5 separate regions of the Mus musculus genome follow, and regions 1, 2, 4 and 5 are each linked to region 3. Evidence: chromatin contacts called from public promoter capture Hi-C data. All regions are on one chromosome and are shown on one strand. The core of a region is the stretch at or near the end of the contact, and the rest is flanking DNA. Distances in the headings are between cores, read along the strand shown.

What was found. Promoter capture Hi-C pulls out the DNA fragments that hold promoters and counts their contacts. Capture Hi-C pulls out chosen DNA fragments and counts their contacts.
Region 1: a contact with region 3 is called in a promoter capture Hi-C map of pre-B cells, with 8 times the contacts expected there. The contact joins the promoter of Casp6 here to the promoter of Hadh in region 3. A contact is called at or near these places in 4 of 39 promoter capture datasets (hippocampal neurons, liver and pre-B cells) and 1 of 115 datasets of contacts at active chromatin or transcription factors (astrocytes).
Region 2: a contact with region 3 is called in a promoter capture Hi-C map of liver, with 6 times the contacts expected there. The contact joins the promoter of Pla2g12a here to the promoter of Hadh in region 3. A contact is called at or near these places in 2 of 39 promoter capture datasets (hippocampal neurons and liver), 1 of 484 Hi-C or Micro-C datasets (embryonic stem cells), 1 of 115 datasets of contacts at active chromatin or transcription factors (large pre-B cells) and 1 of 9 other capture datasets (liver).
Region 4: a contact with region 3 is called in a promoter capture Hi-C map of hippocampal neurons, with 6 times the contacts expected there. The contact joins the promoter of Col25a1 here to the promoter of Hadh in region 3. A contact is called at or near these places in 2 of 39 promoter capture datasets (hippocampal neurons and pre-B cells).
Region 5: a contact with region 3 is called in a promoter capture Hi-C map of liver, with 4 times the contacts expected there. The contact joins the promoter of Gar1 here to the promoter of Hadh in region 3. A contact is called at or near these places in 5 of 39 promoter capture datasets (embryonic stem cells, hippocampal neurons, liver and 1 more), 2 of 484 Hi-C or Micro-C datasets (nephron progenitors and uterus), 2 of 115 datasets of contacts at active chromatin or transcription factors (extraembryonic endoderm stem cells and large pre-B cells) and 2 of 9 other capture datasets (adipose tissue and liver).

What each region holds. Positions count from the first base shown.
Region 1 is chr3:129,900,093-129,902,792 of GRCm38.p6, forward strand. Casp6 (caspase 6) reads left to right here and starts at 1,323. Exons shown (of 7, transcript NM_009811.4): 1 at 1,323-1,414. Gm46825 (a long non-coding RNA gene) reads right to left here and starts at 1,339. Exons shown (of 3, transcript XR_001783989.2): 1 at 1,225-1,339; 2 at 1-28.
Region 2 is chr3:129,877,231-129,879,930 of GRCm38.p6, forward strand. It overlaps Pla2g12a (phospholipase A2, group XIIA), which reads left to right and starts at 1,376. Exons shown (of 4, transcript NM_023196.4): 1 at 1,376-1,705. The coding sequence starts at 1,489.
Region 3 is chr3:131,270,677-131,273,376 of GRCm38.p6, forward strand. Hadh (hydroxyacyl-Coenzyme A dehydrogenase) reads right to left here and starts at 1,425. Exons shown (of 8, transcript NM_008212.4): 1 at 1,200-1,425. The coding sequence starts at 1,331.
Region 4 is chr3:130,179,555-130,182,254 of GRCm38.p6, forward strand. It overlaps Col25a1 (collagen, type XXV, alpha 1), which reads left to right and starts at 1,291. Exons shown (of 38, transcript NM_029838.4): 1 at 1,291-2,226. The coding sequence starts at 1,930.
Region 5 is chr3:129,830,014-129,832,713 of GRCm38.p6, forward strand. It overlaps Gar1 (GAR1 ribonucleoprotein), which reads right to left and starts at 1,383. Exons shown (of 7, transcript NM_026578.3): 1 at 1,105-1,383; 2 at 582-840. The coding sequence starts at 828.

The DNA of each region.
Region 1 (2,700 bases), core at 73-2,572, 1.4 Mb before region 3:
TAGGCAGCTGGGCTGGGGATGATGAGACCTAAATAAGTAAAAAAATAAAAATAAAAATAGACCACACTGTTTCCCCAAACAAGAGAACGGAGAGCAACTCCCAGCCATTTTCCCTGAGCTTCCCCCATGAAAGGCACGGTTCTGAGTGCAGGTTTAACTGGTCACCACCACTGGAGGGAAAGCTTGAAATGCCATGTCGTAATGACAGAGAAAATCATTATTAAGACAATTGAATATTACTAAGCCTAACCCTCTTTACTTGCCATCAAGAGGGGCCCAATTAATTTCGGACATGTTTTCGGGGCAAGGAAAAAGGTTTATTCAGTAAGCAAGACACAGCAAGACTTCCACTGTCTTATTTTAATAGAAATGGTGACATTGAGACTAGTGAAGGCCAAAGGCTGTGCAAAGATACCTGCAGATGCCCAAAGCCTGCTGCAGCAGGCATGAGACTACGCATGTGTGAGCCCGCCCTGCCCTGTTAAAGAACCTCCCTTATGTACACACATGCACACACACACACTTCCTACACACATGCACACACACACACTTCCTACACATATACGCATGATTAAGTAGTGTAATAAAAGACTCCTCAGTCAGCTGGTAACACCTTAACATAATTTTTATCATCTATAGTTGCTTGCTTTTAAATGACAAGGTGGCACACAGTAGGCACAATATGACAGGAAAGGCCATGGTCACCATCACCTACAGATAGACTGTCGTTCTTAGAATTTATGCATGCACTGCCAAACTACCCCTACTTTTATAAGCCAGACTTAAACATCCAGGAATTGGTAGAGTGCTAGGCTAGCATGCGAGAGTCCTGGGTGCAGTGGCACAAAGACAGTTATCACAGCACTGAGTGTGGGGGCTGAAGGATCAAGGTCAGGACCTCAGCTACAGGAGACTCAGGGAAGGAAGGAGGGAGGAGAGGGGGTTGGGGGGTGGGAAGAAAGTCCAGGAGTTGCCTCCGTTTTGTTTTGTCTAAAGCCCTGTCCAAACAGCAGCAGCAACAACAACAACAAAAACATGAGGAAAAAAGCCCTCTGACTGTAGAGTAAGCTCTCTACACTAAACTGAGCACTAGATGAAGTGGCGAAGAGCGATTGTCGGGCGGGGACGGCAACACTGAGTTCACCACCCTGGACGTGAAGTTGCCCTACTTGCTCCCCGGGCAGTGCCCTCTTCCCCAACACTTACACATACACATATGCTTACACACAGCCAGGCTCTGTGCAGGAGGAAGACGCAGTGGCGTCCTGGCGTTGCCTGGGTGACAAAGGGCCCAGTTGCTTGGGGAGGCAGAGGCGGATCCTGGGGCGGGGCAGGAGGCGGGGCGGGGCTGGCAGGAAACGGGTGGACGAGCGGAGGCCTCAGGGCTAGGACACCGGTGGGAGCTCGCGGGCAGGTAAGTGCGGACACCCGTGCGTGCGTGGGGCACGGGGCAGAGAAGGGTGGTGGCCTCCGGGGACTGCTAGGACTGACAGAAGTGGGCTTGCGGCGCTGTGCAGTGAAGGACGTAGCAGCGGTATTTTGCTCAGGCTAACCCCGCCGAGCGCTTTTGTCCTCACGTCCGCTGCTTCCCGGCTGTTTAAACTTTAGAGGGCGGCGCTTGCACTGTGTAGTGGAGAACTTGGCTCTGCAAGTTGAATCCTGTTTTTGTTGCTCGCGTCTGTCTGAAAAGTGGGAAGAGGAGGCGGACCAAGGCTTGGGGCACAGGCCTGCGGTAACCGGGCTCAAGACCCCTAACCAAGGCCAGACCTGGGCGAGCACCTCCGCCACAGTGTCTTCTGCAGCCAGCAAACCTGTTGCTGTCTACGCGTTAGCCCCAAATAACTTTTCTCCACACAGTGATAAACTGCTAGTTCTTGCTTCCCTCAGAACAGGCTTCCTGTCGCCTATCAAAACCGACGTCAAGCCTGAAAAATCTTTAAGGTCTATCAGAGACGGCCTTTATTTCAGAACTTCTGTCCTTATTCCAGAGGAAAACTGTAAAAGTCCCCATGGTCCTACCAGGAGTGGTCCTATTGGACACACAGGGTCTAGTGGTCATCTCCAGTTTAGGGATGAGTAGTGAGGGGTGGGAAGCCAGGTTGGGGGAGGGCACCGTGCCGCTCACCCTTTTGTTTGATTCCTTTCCTCTCCTGTTCAGTTCTATGTGTATGTGCCCTTTCCAGAGTATGTTCTAGGGAGGTGAGTTACTTCTTACAGGTTATTAAGTAGATGGTTGACAGGGAATATGGGTAGATTCTCATGAAGGTCACTAGTTTGGAAAGTGACCTTTAGTGGAATGCCTGGTGACATGTAGTACAGACTTTGTAATCCACCAGTGCCGGGCTTTCGGTTCCGACCTTAGGCAGGACTGGCCCTGTTCTGTGTTCTTGAGCTTTGGAAGTAGTAAGATAAAGTATCTACCGTCCCATGCAATCAATTACAGTGGCTGATAGCTTTATCTGGAGGGTACCATAAAGAGAAAAAGAGGTGAGTGATTTTATACAAATTAAACTAAGGAGCTCAGAGGCCATGCTTACTGTAGGGTCGAACAGTAAAGGAGAAGTGAGACATGGCCAAGACTGACGATTAATGCTGTGTACAGTTTTGAGAACCAGAACAGAGGAGACCACACATTTCTAACCCTCCTATAGGCTATCTTAATCTCTGCTACAAAAGAGGCCAAGGCCGGAAAGTCTCAGG
Region 2 (2,700 bases), core at 126-2,625, 1.4 Mb before region 3:
GTGGAGGGCTGACATGAGATATGGAAGACAGGAGATCCCAGACTGTTCCAAGGGAGACTGAAGAAGACAGAAGCCACCTTGGGGAAGGAGAATGCCCCTGGTTCTAGATGGGTCAAGGAAAGAAAATACAGTGTCTGGGGACAAAACTGATGACGACAGGGTACCAGGGAGGGGGATCTGAGTCTGTGGCAATGGTGAGATTTTATTTTAATTATGAGGTGACTGCTGTGGCCATGGATGGCAGATCATAAAGAGAAGTGAGGAACTGAATCCGGTTTAACCAGTCGTGTTATTGCATCCGTGTGCAATAGACGAGAAAAGGTGCCAAAGAATCTGGCATTTGAGAACGTAATCCCCAGAGAGAGACACGCGGCAACCCGTGTCCTCAGAGCACAGGTTATTGTTAAGGTAAAAGACATACATTCAGCAAGATGTAAATGTGTAAAGAAATAGAAAAGAGAGAGGCTTGGCGCCAAGATCCTAGCACTTGAGAGGATAGTGTGTTCAAGGCAAGTTGGAGGGCAGCCTGGGCTACAGGCCAAGACTCTGTCTCAGAAAAATTAACTGAGGGCTGGTCCCAGGTAACCTTACCGCATTTGTCCCGCTTCGGAAGACACACTCCTGCCTCCCTTTCCTCTGCCTAGTCGGTGATTAGCTTTTTCTCTACAGTATTTAGAATTTTAAGGAGGGATAACTGCCAACTTCTCCTTCCTTAGAATTAGAAGCAATGGAGGAAGTGCTCTGGCAGATTGAGCAGAGTTCCATCTTCAACAATCCTCCAGACCATGCTGCGCTGCTAGGACTGCGGCTGATCATAGGGTTCCCACAAGAACCCAGGAGGCAAATCCAGGCTTGGTAGGGTGCAAGGCCAGCCCGTGTTCAAACAGTTTTCTACGCTGGACCCCAGGCCTTGTCCAGTAAAGGCTGGGACTGCGGAGCCCAAGGGAGGCTGTGCTACTGGAGTCGTTCTAAATTATGGTGTCTCGGTAAACAGGAGAGCTTTGTAAAACAAGCAAGCAAACAAACCTCACTAGGAGCTGGGAGGCGGTGGCGCACGCCTTTAATCCCAGCAGGCGGATCTCTTGAGTTCGAGGCCAACCTGGTCTAGGTGAGTTCCAGGACAGCCAGGGCTACACAGAGACCCAGTCTTGAAAAACAATACAAAAAACAAACAAAACAAAACAAAACCAATTCACTGTGGTGTTGAACCAAAGCAATGACTATGTCTAGGGCATTGGCAAGGCGTTTTTAAGACTCCATAGAGGCAGGACCGTAAGCTACGGGAGCGTTCCGGAGACCACGTGGGCAATGAGGCTCCCACGCTCGGGCGCATGCGCACTGTGGGCAGCGGCGCGCGTGCCCGGGCGGGCCCACCGTTCGGCGCAGCTCAGTGACGGGGCGCGAGCTCGCGAGCGCGGAGGAGGCCGGGGGCCTGAGCCGGAGCCGGAGCGCGCGCCGCTGCCCAGCCCCGCCGCGCCGGCCCCGCAGATGGTGACTCCGCGGCCCGCGCCCGCCCGGAGCCCCGCGCTCCTCCTCCTCCTGCTGCTGGCCACTGCGCGTGGGCAGGAACAGGACCAGACCACCGACTGGAGGGCCACCCTCAAGACCATCCGCAACGGCATCCACAAGATAGACACGTACCTCAACGCCGCGCTGGACCTGCTGGGCGGGGAGGACGGGCTCTGCCAGTACAAGTGCAGCGACGGTGAGCCGCGACAAGGGGGCGCGGGGTGGCAGGGGGTTGGAGGCGGGACAGTCCCCGGAGGCTGGGGGGTTGGGGGGAAATGCGAGAATCCGAGCCAGGCAAGTGGATGGGGACGGGTATGAAGCGAGAAAATAAAGGGACTGGTGCCAGGCAGGGGGATGTGTGTGTGTGGAGTGTGGAACAGGTAGATGAACAAGTGTGGAGCAGGTGGATGGGGCACAAGTGGGGGGCTAGAAGATGGAGGGGTACGTGTGGGGCAGGTTGTGGGGCGGGGGACACTTGCGGAGCAGGGGGGCGGGGACAGGGAAGCGGGATGGAAGGACGAGTGCGGGACAGGGGGATTAGGGGAACAGACGCCAGACAGGCATTGACTGCGTCCTCGGGTGTGGAAAGAATGAGCAGCGCTTGGAGCGTGCTGTCCTTGGGATTGAGCAAGCTGGGAACAAATGTGAGAGGTCACCTGAGTGCGCGCTCTGCACTCTGCTCTCCTTTGCATCTGAGCTTCTCGCCCTCTCTCCCCGCCATTGCACAAAGTTGCCTAAGAACTTTCTGATGTACGGGGCGGGGTGGGGGTGGGGGGCGGGAAAGGTGGGAGGGAAGTGGGACAGACTGAGTTTAGCACGTGCGGTCATGCACAGGCGCGCGCACACACATCATGTAATTGGTTCAGCTAAACATAGAAAGCCAAACGACAATTTAAAAGCCATCAGTTGGTGTTAAGTGCCATTTTGTTTGTTTACCTGCAAAGCTAGGTAAAATAAATTGTGGCTTTTGTATAGATTTCTGATGTACTTGGTTTTTGAGGGAGGTATACTGCATTGAAAAAGTTCCCTAACTTCTGGAAAACAATCTAAGACTTGCAGTTTTGTCTTGATTTGATTTTTGAGACAGGGTCTCAGGTAGCCCATGCTGGCATTGAAGTTGGTATGTAGCTGAGACTGACCTTAAACTCCTGTTCCTTGGCCACCCAGGTTTTGGATGACAGACACAAGCCA
Region 3 (2,700 bases), core at 175-2,674:
CACAGCATCCTGCATTTGTGCAAAAGCTGCTAGATGCTTTCTAATTAGTTTCGAATCCAAAGCAGTTTGGGGGGAGGGGAGGAGAACCCTATTATCTTGTTAATAAGATGTTGCTTAAACATTGTTTAAGGGATACATTGTTTTTCTTGGACCTGGACAACCAATCTCATTCCTCACAGCCTTGAGTTTTTGTGGTGCAGAGGGATACAGCAGACTAGCTATATTTTCTCCAGCATAGCCATGTATGGTTTTTGTTGTTTAATTTAATGGACTTTGGAAGGAAGTGCAGTCAAGGCTAATAAATAGCAAGCATGCAAGTGTGCATTTGGTTGGGAAAAGACACTGACCTGCGAATACCCTCCCTAATTAAAATTAGGTAAGCCCTTCACTGCCACAACACTCAAACTGCAAAGGCCTCAAAAGATACGAATATAATAGCAAGTTCATGGAAAAAGATCAGAGCTCTCTACTGTGTGTAGGAAGTTAACTCTTAAGAGAAAATGGTACTACAGACATCGCAGTAGCCAAACTGCACAGTTGATTTTGAACTGTGCCTCAGCTGGCACCAGGCAAAGTCCCACAGAAGCCGATCAGAGATTAGAGACGTCTCAGAGCATAAACTATGCTTATCTCTGTCGCCCACTCTCTTGAGGTTCAGAGCTGGACAAGCACGCAGATTTCAGCACCGGGCACTGGGTCAAAGGTCAAAGTTTCCTGGCCCAGGCCTGGGCGGAGTCCCAGCAACTCCACAAACTCCCACTAGGTGACTTTCCAAACTGTTACAAAAGTGAAGGCCAACGAAGGAAACTTGTGGGAGAGGCAGGACACTTGGAAAGAAAAGTGCCCAGACCAACACCCAAAGAACTGTAAAGAAAAAAAGAAAGAAAGAACAAAGAAAAAACTTATCAGGAAAACTAAAAGAAACCGCAGCCCAGGTCTTGGCGAGCGGATTCCTGTCAGATCCAGGCAGTGAGCAAACACTCTGCAACTTTGCACGCACAACTGTGCACAGTTCAGCTCCAGTGTGCACGCGTGCACCAGCGCGCTCCACCGAGCCTTCCCCGGCCCGGCAGTTAGTTGAGAAGCATGCACGTAAGGATCGGGCCGAAGGCTGTAGTTCTGGGACACTGAAGCATGCTGCACCTTCTCGGACTTCATCAAACTATTTCCACCACACCCGGGGCGCGAGGCCCGCTCACCTGCGCGATGCCGGCGCCCATCAGCCCGCCGCCGATGACGGTCACATGCTTGATCAGGATCTTCTTGGCGGCCGCCGACGCAGAGGAAGAGGAGGACATGGAGCGCAAGAATTGCCTGGTCACGAACGCCATAGCTCAGTGCAGCAGCCGAGGAGGAGCAGTGGGGACAGCGCGAGAGGTCCCGGAGCGTCGTGGGCGGGGTCGGCGACGTTGGGGGCGGGGCCTCGAACACGCCCCACCCACCCGCCTCCTGCACAAGCTGCAGGTCCACCCCGCCCCCCCCCCCAGAGGGCGGTGCCAGGACTCAGGCCAGCATGGACTCCGGCAAAGCAGGGACCCACCAAGAGACAACCTGTAGTTGCCTTCACAATCTGGTGGGCTGGAGTTGTGATCGTGAGAATTGTGTTTAGAATGAGGACGGTAACCCCGGATAGAGAACACAGGAAGGGAAAGCCTGGCTATTGGCCAACTTTCTGCCTAGTACTGTGCTAGTGATAACAGAATTACTGCTGGTTTTACTTCTAAGCGTTCATCTGGTGCCCCCAAACTCACCGTCCAGAGGAAAGCCATCCGCCTTTCACCCCACTGGAAGAAATGATAGTTAATCCTGTGTGCAATGAAGCTCCCTGCAAAAGTCTCATCTGTGTCTCACATTCTGCAGAATAAAACTAACTTCCTGTCTGAATGTTAGAGCTCGAGTCCAAGTTCTCTCGGGCTGTTTCTAGTTACCCACCTCTGTATCTAACTTAGGTTACATCGAACTTAAGCAATGTGTTGCCTAGCAGACCACTTGCTCCCATCCGTCCCAAACTAAAACAGTTAAAACAACAACAACAATAACAACAACAACAAAAACAAACAAACAAACACCGGCATAAAACCCTAGGAAAAGAATTACTTGTTCCACTGTAACCTGCCTGCCCAGGGTCTTCAGCAATGTTCTGTAAGCCGATGGCTTTATGACCTTCTTGCTCTGTAGCTATAAAAAGTTTATGTAACTCTGTCAGCAGTGAACCTTGTCCTTCAGAATTGTTTCCATGCCTGTTCCCTGCCTCGGGCTCTTGCATGTGGCTGGGAAGAGACTCTCCTGCACTCCCTTTGAAGCAGGGGCTATGTTTTGCATTGACCCTTTGAATCTTATTTTTATATTTAATTCTTCAAAATAAGCAAAGCCTACTGAGTGCTACATTCCAGCCAAGTCACAAAAATAAAATAAAATAAAAGATACTAGGAACGGAGGTAGAAGGCTACCCACAGAAACCCAACAGCTTGAAGAATGAACACGTTTATGAAGGAAGGAAGGAATGTGTACAGCAGTCTGAGGAAAGATGCAAGACAGAGAGGAGAGGCCCCTATGGCTGAGTTGCCACTGAGAGAGGACAGCACATTTCCAGGAGGCTTGATGAGAGGGTTGCAACTCTTAGTTGTCATTTGGAAAGATGAAGTATAATCCAAGTTTGGTGCTGTGATACTATAATTTTCTCTTTCTTTCTTTCTTCCT
Region 4 (2,700 bases), core at 41-2,540, 1.1 Mb before region 3:
CTATGTATTTAGAGATGACAGTCTGGAGTTGGTTCCGGAAGGAAACAGTCTCCTCCAGCAGCCATTGATTGTTAGTAGCTCTTATTCTAGGCACCGGGTCTCATGCAAGGTCCCCGATCCACGTTGGCATGTGAGCATAGTTGTTATTCAGGTCTTGAGGTCTTGTTTTATGCAACCACTTGTTGAGATTCATAAGTGCAGGCTTCCTGCTATGTCTATCCTAAGTCCCCCTTGGCACTGTAGTTTACACACGAGAAGCAACTGCTCCGGGTTAGGTATTTTGTTCATTGATTATAGTAGTAACTGGTTGTGGTAATCGGTTAGGGAGGGAAAGAAACGTACGTGACATTTCTTAAGATGAAAAGGCAAAAAGGAAGGTCTTTTGGAAGGAGAGTTAGGGTTGTGTTTTCTTCTCTAAAATCAATTGGATGCAAAATGCTACTTGTTATCAATTTAGAAAAAAAAAAAAAATCCCAGTAGAGACTTAGTAATTTGATCCAGAGGGAAGAGGCAAGCTGAGAGTCAAGGAAGAGGAAAAACTGACTTCATTCTTCAGCTCTTTCCTAAATCCTGAGAAATGTGTATGCCTCAAACACTCACAAAACAGCGAATCAGGAAAACACATTAGCACCCTAGTACAGAGAAAGAGCCCAGAGCTGGGGGGGGGGGGGGGGGCAGCATCAAGACAAGAGGAAACGGGGGAGGGGCGAGAAAACTTCCCCAGTCATCTGCAGCAAGGCGTGGGAAGGAAGGGAAGTGGGGAAGGTACCCTGCAGACGTCAGCCAGACACTTTGCCTCTGGGCATGTGGGAACGAACTGAGGGAGGAGGGAAAACGTCGCGCAAGGGCTAGATGGAGGAGCTCCTGTGGCTGCCTTTGAGCGAGGATCTGGAGAGCTGGAGCCTTCTGCTTCCGTTCTTTCCTTCAGGAGGCCATTTCTCCATTTTTTAACCCAAATAGGGGGCGCTGGGCTAAGCCAGTATAAGCCACTCTGCACAGCAGACCTCAATTCGGCCCCTGGCTAGGGCCGGAGAGATGGCCTTAGGGGGACGCTGAAGTTACTCGGTGGTGGGAGGGGGAAGGGTCTCCAAGCTCCTCTCCAATCACAGTGGTTGCTGTAGCTATTTGCATATATTATGCTAATAGAGACCTCGGGCTCCGCTCCCACCCGCGCTCCCGCCCCTTCGTGGGTCCAGGCGGGCTGGGCGAAGGTGAATATATTATGCTAATAAGGAGGCTCCTGCGGGAGGGGGCGGTCCGCGCTTCAGGCGCGCGCGCACTGTCTCACACAAGAGCATCCCGGGGTATTTAAGGCTCGCACACGCGGGTCTGCGGAGATACTTTTGGGGCCTCGCAGCTTACGATCGCTGCTTGGGTCACTCGGTCCTCTTTTTCTCTATTCCTCTACCACCCACGGGGGCTGCGCTCTCGCCGGGTCTCTGTATTTCCTTTTCTTTTTGGCCTTGAACTGATCCAGGTGGGAGACAGGTCGGCGGGTGGAAAAAGGTAGAGATAGGCAGGCAGACTCAACAGGTCGGAGCAGAGAGAGGGGCTCTCGGACCCTGCGCCTCCGCGCGGGGGACCCCTAAGGAGGTGTCGGATTGGGGGGGTCAAGAGAGCTGCCCTAGTGGGTTTCATTTCAGCTGTGACCCCAACAACACCCCCGGCGCCACACAGTCCCCGGCCGGAGGGTGCTTTTCACTCCTAGCTGGAAGGGGAGAAAGAATCTGGAGGACGGTCGGTCCACGCCTGCTGATCCGGACGCCGAGCCACGCGCAGGTCCATCTCTAAGCCCGGGCTCCGACTCTACCAACTAGTTGTGCAGCCGCAGGGACTGAACTTTGGAGGAACCGACCCTTCCTCTCATTCTAAGATTACTGGAGGAGATAGAAGGTGGAAGGCGTAGCGGAGGCCAGCGACCCCGCCACAATGTTGGTGAAGAAGCTTGCAGGGAAAGGAGGGGGACGAGAGTCTGGATCAGAAGATCCGCGCCCCTTGGGACAGCGTTGTGCCGGCACCATGCCCTCGTGCACGGCCCTGGCGACCCTCTTGTCAGTGGTTGCTGTGGCTTTCTGTTTTTATCTTGGGGTGAAAACCAACGACCTCCAGGCGAGGATTGCTGCTCTTGAATCTGCTAAAGGGACCCCTTCCTTCCATCCGCTGTCTGACACCGTGGATGAGCTGAAGGCAATGGTTCAGGAGAAAGTGGAGCGTCTCTTGGCTCAGGTGTGGAAGGCTGGGTATTTTGCACGTGAATACTGTTTTGCACAGGTGTGAGCCCTGTGTGCAGGGATAGTTTCGACCCTTAGCTGTCTGCATAGTTGACTTGACTGTATATGCCAAGTATGGAGTTAAGTACCTTGGGTATTGCTTAGTATCAAGTCTGTAGCAGATATCTTCCCTGGGTATTCCATAGTGCTTGCATGCTTAGACATATATGGGGGGTCTGGATAACGGGAGTGTGTGGAGGGGCATTTTATTTCTTTGTAGCTTTCTGGAGTCTCTTGGGAGCTCTCACTTCAACGGAGACCAATTTTTGTTGATATAAGATCTCATATCTCCTTCCCAGGGAAAGGTTAGGGAAACAGGTGTTATTAATATACAAAAGGTAATCACTTTCAAGTGAAACGATCCTATAGAGCTTGAGAATCATAAATTCCACCCTTCGAATCTTTTTTTCATGTTCAAACACTTTGAAAA
Region 5 (2,700 bases), core at 133-2,632, 1.4 Mb before region 3:
CTAACTCCCCAACCTTAGCAACAACTAGAACCTTTTCTTCTCACTATCAGCCAAGTTCTACTTATATTTCTTTTGAAATCCCTTCTCCATCCGTGTGTCCAATGCACAGACTTCAGGCAGCATGGAACCCAGGGAACTATGAATGTGGCCCTACACAAGATAGTACACACACTTATTTACAACATGATTTTGCAGGGTGCAAGGGAATGAGTGTTCAAACTAGGCTGCATGGTTATGGAGTGTGAATTCTGTAGGTATTTTCTGGTAACTGAAAATATGAGCTACGAAAACTAAAAACTTGGCTTTGTGTTTCAACTATATCACTAAGGAATCATACTTAATCCTAAAAAGTGTTCTGCCCTTTAGAAGGAGCCAGGTACTCAATGTTGTCTAAGTCTCATCTTTTCAGTCCCAACTCAAGTTCACCTCCACACTGCATTTCGGTTCTCATGATCAGTCCCTTATACGTGTCAGGGCACTCAAGCGACTTGCCTTTCGGAGTCTTATCAACAAACGCACTAATAACTTAAACCGGATTCTATTCCCAATGCAAAGGAGGTTAAGCTCAGAAGACGACTTACAGACGACACGTTCTGGAGGCCCTTGATCTTGAAATTTATTAAAGCCTCCACGACCGCCCCCTCGTCCAAATCCTCCTCGGCCGCCGCCCCTGAAACTGCCGCCGCCGCCGCCGCCTCCGCCCCTGAAACTGCCGCCGCCGCCTCCGCCGCCCCCTCGGAAGTGGTTGTTGCTGCCGCCGCCACGGTTGAAGCCTCCGCCTCCACCACCGCGATTAAAGCCTCCGCGACCTCCGCCTCGGAAAGACATGCTCTCTCCGGCCTGGCGAAATAGACGGGCCGCTCCTCCCGGTCACCGCGGGTCGATCATTTATCTAAGTCCCCTCCGCCTCGCTCAGGCCACCAAGAAGGGGACAGCAGTAAACGCCGCCCTGCCACTCGCCCACACAGCCAAGTGGCGAGCGCAGAGAGAGCGGTGTCTTCGCCCCAGCCCCACGACCCGTGGCTCGCCACCGCATCCCATGCCTCTCCACCGCATCCCGCCCCGCGGGTGCCCTCACCCTCGCTCGCCCTCCGCCGCACTCACCGCGCCACGTGCGTCTCCAGCCTAGCCCGGCGCGCGCGCGCGGAGGGACACTTCCGGCGCGCTCAAACCTCCTCGGCCACCGTAGCCGTCCAATGTTACCAGACTAGAAATTGGAAGGGCTGGTTTGCAGGAAGGGCCCGTCACTACCGGACGCAGCGGTCCCAACGCCTTACCGAGTAGAGCACACAGCACCGGAAGAGAAACAATAGCGTCCAGCGTGACCCCCCCCCGCCCCCACCTCATCCACGCAAGGGCCACCGCGCTAGAGGTGGCGGAAGTGACGCAAAATCGCAGCGCCCTCCGTACGCGACGTTTCCGGAAGTGTGGCGGCGCGTTGCCCTTGGAAACGGAGTTGTTTGAGTCCTTCCGTGCTAACAGCTGGTGAGGCGTGTCGTCGCTGAAGCGTGCTGGCTGCAGTTGGTGCTACTCGCCGGGCTCTGTCACTTCTTGGGTTGCGAGAAGGTCCCGACCTGACTCTGCTCCACGGAGTGTTGGCCACTCAAGCGGTGCTCAGCCCAGGACGTCGGAACCTGTCACCGCCAACGGAGTTGCCTCTGTGTGTGTGTGTGTCCTGTTATTATTAAATACGAAAGGGTGTGTGTCGAAGTTGCCTGTGTGTCCGTGTTCTGTTATTATTAAATAGGAAAGGGTGTGTGTTTGTGTGTGAGATGACAGAAAGGCAACCATTTTTAAATATGGTCTCAATGTCTTCATCAAGTACGTTTTGAACTCCGAGAGACTATGCACCCATCTATAGATGACACCTCACCTCCCGTCTCCTTAACACTCTCATCTCCGACATCGGTTTCCTTACATCACTAAAACTTCACTCATCACAAAAGAAGTGACCTCTAGTTCTTAAATTTGGTTGACTTCTTTTGTATCTGTATTGTCTGAAACATCTCTTGGCATTTGACAATATCACCTTTTATTTGAAAGAAAGTAGAGACTGATCCGCATATCAGAGGATTATTGTGAATAGATTTTTGAAAGATCTTTGTAAAAGATATAGAAACATTAATAATTCCAGTATGCCAGTTACTCTAAACTGTAAACTTCTTGAAAAAGTACACACCAGTTCCAAATATTTTTAAAAATTGGGCAAATGTACTTTAAATTTAGATGTTATAACCATATATATCCAATTATATATTATATTTATAATATAATATATGTAATATAGAACATACAATTATAAAATACTGAATTATAATATATGTAATAATTACATATGTAATTTTACATGCATACACACCATATATATATATGTATACACACACACACACACACACACACATATAATCAGCACTATCCCTACCTCTATTCTAGGCTTGTGGCAATCTCTAATCAAACCTGATGGGTTTCTGTTGATTCCTGTGAAGTACCTTTGTACTGTCATAGCTGAGTTCAGCCTTTTGACACTGCTACCCTTTTTCATTGCCACTCCAAATCACTCAATATAGTCTAAGAATTCAGATGCTCAAACATCACAACAGGCAACATCTCCCATTCTGGGCCCCAGACTAAATAAATGCTTGTTGACTTAACTTCTTCCGTCTGTGCTGCATTTGATGATATAGTGAATCTAATACCATT